Linked DNA regions of Pan troglodytes: region 1 is linked to region 2. The links are chromatin contacts, called in public HiChIP or PLAC-seq maps. All regions are on one chromosome and are shown on one strand. The core of a region is the stretch at or near the end of the contact, and the rest is flanking DNA. Distances in the headings are between cores, read along the strand shown.

Region 1 (2,826 bases), core at 6-2,505, 160 kb after region 2:
GGAGAGGGGCCCAGGGAGCAAGCGTCGCAGAATCTCAGCCCAGGGCCGCTGCCAAGCGGACCCGGCACGTGAGTAGGAGGTCGGCCGCAGACAAGGGGTCCTAGGGTCTCTGAGGTCTCTCCTGCTGGCCTCTGGGCCCCTAAAGCCCCTCGAGCTTCAGAACTCCCTACAGACAGTGGCGCCCCGTGTCCGCCTCGTCTACACCTGCCAAGCAGCACGGGAAAATCTGTGTGCATTTTAACAAAGACATCGCATCTTCCCAGCAAAATGGCGGTGGTCGCGGCCACGGCTCTCTGAACAACTCCACACTTTCCGAGGACAGGTCACAATCCAAGGGACATAACCCCCTCCTCGACCTCTACCCTAGCGCCCCGCTTTCCCAAGTCCCCAAAGCACTCAGGGCCTCTCCTCATTACAGGGGCCCCCCGGACCGTCCCTGGTTAGAGCTTCTGGGGCAGCTTCTCCATTGTGGACCGCCCTCCCCCGCCCCCACATTGCCTTCAAGGAGCCTTGGGACGGGGACTGAACCCCCAGGCTGGGCCTCACGGATGGGGGGCAGCGAGTTCTGTCTCTGACACCCCAAAACTTCCAGGCTAAGAGAAGCACATAAATGAATTCCCGATTAGGGTATATGGGAGATGTAGGGGTCTTTGAGGAGAAGAGGCCACCCGGGAGGCCCTCCTCATCTCTCAGAGGGTCCGGGCAGCACTGGGGGTTCGGCCTCAGGAGGGAACCTCAAGGCAGAGGTCGGGGGGCGCGCTGGGGGAGAGACGGCAGAGGAGGGGGAAGGGACAAAGTTTGAAAGTACCCTTCCAACTCTTTCAGGGAAAGTTTCCTTGGGGGCCCCATGGACAGAGAGGGGTAGAGGTGTGGAGGGACCGGTGGCGGGGTGACCCCCGAGAGGTGACCGGACCCCGGGGGAGCGACCCCTCCCCCCTGTCCCGGCTCGGCCCGGTTGGGAGTCGCCCAGCTCGGGGCCGCGTGTGTTAGTTGGGGCCGCTTTCCGGCAGTTCCACCGGGCTAGGGGACCCCGCAGCAGGCCGGGAGCAGAGCCCCCGGTAGCCTCAGGGGAGAGCTTTGCTACGGGGGGTTTCCCGCACCGAGGCTCCCTAGCCCCGCAGAGCCAGCCCCCCGCAAAGGGGAAATGTGCCGGCACACCAGCGGTCCTCGGCGCCGTTTGGGGTGCGTGGCGGGCGCGGGGGGCGGCGGCCGGGCCAGCGGGCCGCCCGGCGGGGAAGCCCAGGGAGCCAGGCAGCGGCCCAGGGCGGCGGCGGGGAGCAGGAAGGCCCGGGCCGGGGGGAAAGGTCGGATTTGCTCGGCGGAAGAAACACAGATGGCGGCGGCGCAGCGCCATTCCGGGCCGGGAGCAGGCAGCCAGCAGCCCTGTCCTCACCGCGGTCCGCCCGCCGCCGCTAAATACCCGGATGCGCCGCCCAAGCGCCAGACGCGGAGCTGGGAAAAGGGAGGCAGAGGAGGCGGAGGCAGAGGCAGAGCACGGTGCCGAGACCAAGCGACAGACCGGCGGGGCTGGGCCTCGCAAAGCCGGCTCGGCGAGCTCTCCCGACACCCGAGCCGGGGAGGAAAAGCAGCGACTCCTCGCTCGCATCCCCGGGAGCCGCACTCCGGCCTGGCCCGGTAGTCAGGGGCTCAGGAGCAGATCCCGAGGCAGGCTTTGCTCAGCCTCCGACGAGGGCTGGCCCTTTGGAAGGCGCCTTCAACAGCCGGACCAGACAGGCCACCATGACCGAGAATTCCACGTCCGCCCCTGCGGCCAAGCCCAAGCGGGCCAAGGCCTCCAAGAAGTCCACAGACCACCCCAAGTATTCAGACATGATCGTGGCTGCTATCCAGGCCGAGAAGAACCGCGCTGGCTCCTCGCGCCAGTCCATTCAGAAGTATATCAAGAGCCACTACAAGGTGGGTGAGAACGCTGACTCGCAGATCAAGTTGTCCATCAAGCGCCTGGTCACCACCGGTGTCCTCAAGCAGACCAAAGGGGTGGGGGCCTCGGGGTCCTTCCGGCTAGCCAAGAGCGACGAGCCCAAGAAGTCAGTGGCCTTCAAGAAGACCAAGAAGGAAATCAAGAAGGTAGCCACGCCAAAGAAGGCATCCAAGCCCAAGAAGGCTGCCTCCAAAGCCCCAACCAAGAAACCCAAAGCCACCCCAGTCAAGAAAGCCAAGAAGAAGCTGGCTGCCACACCCAAGAAAGCCAAAAAACCCAAGACTGTCAAAGCCAAGCCGGTCAAGGCATCCAAGCCCAAAAAGGCCAAACCAGTGAAACCCAAAGCAAAGTCCAGTGCCAAGAGGGCCGGCAAGAAGAAGTGACAATGAAGTCTTTTCTTGCGGACACTCCCTCCTGTCTCCTATTTTCTGTAAATAATTTTCTCCTTTTTTCTCTCTTGATGCTCACCACCACCTTTTGCCCCCTTCTGACTTTATAAGAGACAGGATTTGGATTCTTCAGAAATTACAGAATAATTCATTTTTCCTTAACCAGTTGTGCAAGGACAGCAACAACCAATCTAATGATGAGAATGTACTTATATTTTGTTTTGCTATTAACCTACTTACGGGGTTAGGGATTTGCGGGGGGGCGGGGGGACTTGTGTGTTTTGTTGGCTTGTTTGCCATGAAGGTAGATGGGGGTGGGGAGAAGACACAAGGCAGTTTGTTCTGGCTAGATGAGAGGGAACCCAGGAATTGTGAGGTTAGCAGGAATATCTTTAGGGTGAGTGAGTTTTCTTTGAGTTGGGCACCCGTTGTGAGAGTTTCAGAACCTTTGGCCAGGAGGAGAGAGGTGGTAGGGAGCAGCCAGCCGGCAAAGGA
Region 2 (2,782 bases), core at 221-2,720:
GCCCAGTGTGGTCTGGGCTGGAGGCTTGGCTGGAACAGCGGGGGCACCACATAGTCCAGAGACTTCCCGAGGGACAGGAAGGATGGCACCTGAGGTTCCCTTGCCATGCCACCCATAGTCACTGGCCAGCAGCCTTCCTGTTGGGAAAAGGGAGATGGGGGAGGGAACCTTGCCTGACATCTCATCCTGGCCTGAGCTTTGATCTTGGAGCCTCCCAACTTCCCACCAGGATTCCACACTCAGGTGGGCTCCCATCTGGGAGGCTCTGGCCATAGCAGGCAGCTGTTGGGTTCCCTTCTCAGCTCCTCCCACCCCCAATGAGGCCTGCCTCATTAGGGAGGAGAGAAGCAGCCAGTGAGTGTGCCAGGCCCTGGGCTAGGCGCTGGGAGTATGGAGATGTGTGGGGCCAAGGTCCTGCCTCTGAGAGGCGCCCAGTCTGTACCGGCACACAGTAGTGGCTCAAATAGTCTCAAACTAAACTGAAACTAACAAAGCAAAGTGCAGAGGGTGTGGCAGGACTCTGGGGCACACCCTCCCCTCTTCCCCACGCCTGCGGCTCCTGATGCCACAGGGGTGCAGGGTAAGGAGAGCCTACTGTTTCCTAAAGGCGCTCACATCTTGTAAAACCAGCAGTTATGCCTAACTCTGTTGAGTGGAGGGCCAAAGAGGAGAACTACTGAGTCTGGGGGCAGTCAGAGCAGCACCTACATCATTGCCCTACAAGAAGGAAGGGGGACTGAGGCTGTTTGCCAGGAGGAATGAGAGGAGACGGGCTTCACAGATGGAGCAAACTGCCAGGACATGTGGAGAACAGGGTGTCGCAAACCGCTCTGGGAGGGTTCCTGGTGGCTGAGGGGTGGCACACACCTCCCTTAAAGGGAGCTGGCAGGGGTGTCTTGTCCACTCTGCAGAATGGGCAGGCCCAGGACAGCTGGCCCATCAGACCATTAGAAACAGCGAGTCCGGAGTTCCAGGGGCTTGTCCACGGCCACACAGCAGCCCGTGGCCCCAGGAAGCCAAAGCTCCCAGCCAGTCATCCAGTGGTGGGGGGGTTTAGTTCCAGGGGGCCAGAGGTCCTCTGCGGAAGAGAGTGCAAGGCAGTATCCGCGGCAGGCCCAGAGGGGCCAGGACAGGTCAGAAAGGCCTACCCCTCTTTCGCTTGGCACCCTTTCCTCTCTGCGAGGGATGCAAAGGTTATTTATACCTCGGGCCTGCAGGCTGCGGGTGGGGCAGGCACCCTGCCTGGGGCGGGTTGCAGGCGCAGGGGCAGGAACGGGCTTACCTGCTTCCCGCCACCGGGGCTGGGCGGGGCGCTGCGGGGAGGAGGAGCCGGGCACAACCTGTGGACGGCCGCGGCCGGCGGACACACAGCAGCGGGGGCCCGGCCGGGGGTCGCCGGGGGGCCCGGAAGCCGGGGGAGAGCGAGGAAACCAACTTGGAGAGAGGAGTGACCTGGGGGCCGGGGGCGGAGTCGTGAGCGGGGGAGGAGAGAGCCGGCCGCCAGCAAGAGCCGCGCGGCGGCCCAGGAAGCGAGAGCGCCGCCCACCCATCCGGGGCAAGAACCGCGCCGCAGGAGAGGCAGGCTGGACCGGGGGCTCCCCGGGCCCGCGACCCCCGCCGTGACCCCGCAGCCCCCAGCTCGCCCCCAAGATGATGAAGAGGCAGCTGCACCGCATGCGGCAGCTGGCCCAGACGGGCAGCTTGGGACGGTGAGTGTCACCCCCTTCCAGCCCCACTCTTACCCCGGCAGGACCTGAGGGGTCGTAAAAGGGTCGGGGGAGACGGGGGTGGGGAGGCTGGGGACAGCTGGGCAGCCACCCTCTGAGCGGCCAGACTCCTGCCCTCTCTTCCTCCTCTCTGAACGCCGCCCCCGTCTCTCGGGCAGAGCTGGAGGAGCAGGGGTGGCCTTTGGGGGAAGGGATGCCCCCCCTTACCGGATTGGAGGGGGCTTCAGGCGAGAGAATGCTCTCTGCCCTAGGACGCTGGGACTTCTCTGCCTCCACGAGTCTCTAAGTGGATGGTCCTCCTGACCTCACTTGTCCTCTCTGGACAATGGGGCAGTTCACCACCTCTGCTTGCTGGGCCGGGGAGGGAGGAGGGTCGATTAGGGCCACAGACCTGGGGCGAGGGGAGGAGATGGGTCCTGGCCTGGTGGGAGGAGGGGCCTGCCCCTGGCCTGCAGCGTCCCTTCCCCTCCCGCTCCCCCCAGCCCAGGGGCCTCCTGCTTCTCTGTCTCGTTTCTGCTTTTCCTGGACTCAGGTGGAAACATCCCCAGGTCTCCCAGCTCCCACCCCCAGTCTCTGAGCCGGTGGCACGGAGGCCGGAAGTTTGGGGAGCTTCTGAGAGCCTGTCTTCTCTGCTCCTCTTCCCCCAGCCTCAGGAGTTCCCCATTCTCTGGGTCCAGGGAGGGGACTGGGTGTCCAGAGACCTGGTTCTAGTCTCACACTGGCACAGATGCCTACATAGCCTGGACAGTCAGACCACCTTGCAGTGGGCCTTGGCATCCCCCATGTGTCCCCAGGTGGGGGCCAAGGGCCTGTGCACCCCTGCCCACAGCTGTAGTCCAGAGTGCTGTGTGACTGTGCCTAGGAGTCTGAGCTCCTGCACTTCCCGTTCTTGGGGCCAGCTAATACTCCTCATCCCGGGGTGGGCTGAGGATTTGGGAGTGGGCAGAAAAGAGGCTTCTGTGTCCCAAAGCTGGGCCCCGGGTGGGTCTCTCAGCCTCCCCTTTAGTTTCATCTGTCCGCCCTCTCTCAGGACACAGCCCTGGGTGGAAGAGGAA

What was found. HiChIP or PLAC-seq counts read pairs in DNA pulled down with a chosen protein or histone mark.
Region 1: a contact with region 2 is called in an H3K4me3 HiChIP or PLAC-seq map of stem cell-derived excitatory neurons, with 5 times the contacts expected there. The contact joins the promoter of H1-0 here to the promoter of SH3BP1 in region 2. A contact is called at or near these places in 1 of 7 Hi-C or Micro-C datasets (blood) and 1 of 1 datasets of contacts at active chromatin or transcription factors (stem cell-derived excitatory neurons).

Annotation. Positions count from the first base shown.
Region 1 is chr23:39,814,817-39,817,642 of NHGRI_mPanTro3-v2.0_pri, forward strand. It overlaps H1-0 (H1.0 linker histone), which reads left to right and starts at 1,256. Exons shown (of 1, transcript XM_009438368.5): 1 at 1,256-2,826. The coding sequence starts at 1,741. The coding sequence ends at 2,325.
Region 2 is chr23:39,651,393-39,654,174 of NHGRI_mPanTro3-v2.0_pri, forward strand. It overlaps SH3BP1 (SH3 domain binding protein 1), which reads left to right and starts at 1,471. Exons shown (of 18, transcript XM_024352615.3): 1 at 1,471-1,709. The coding sequence starts at 1,651.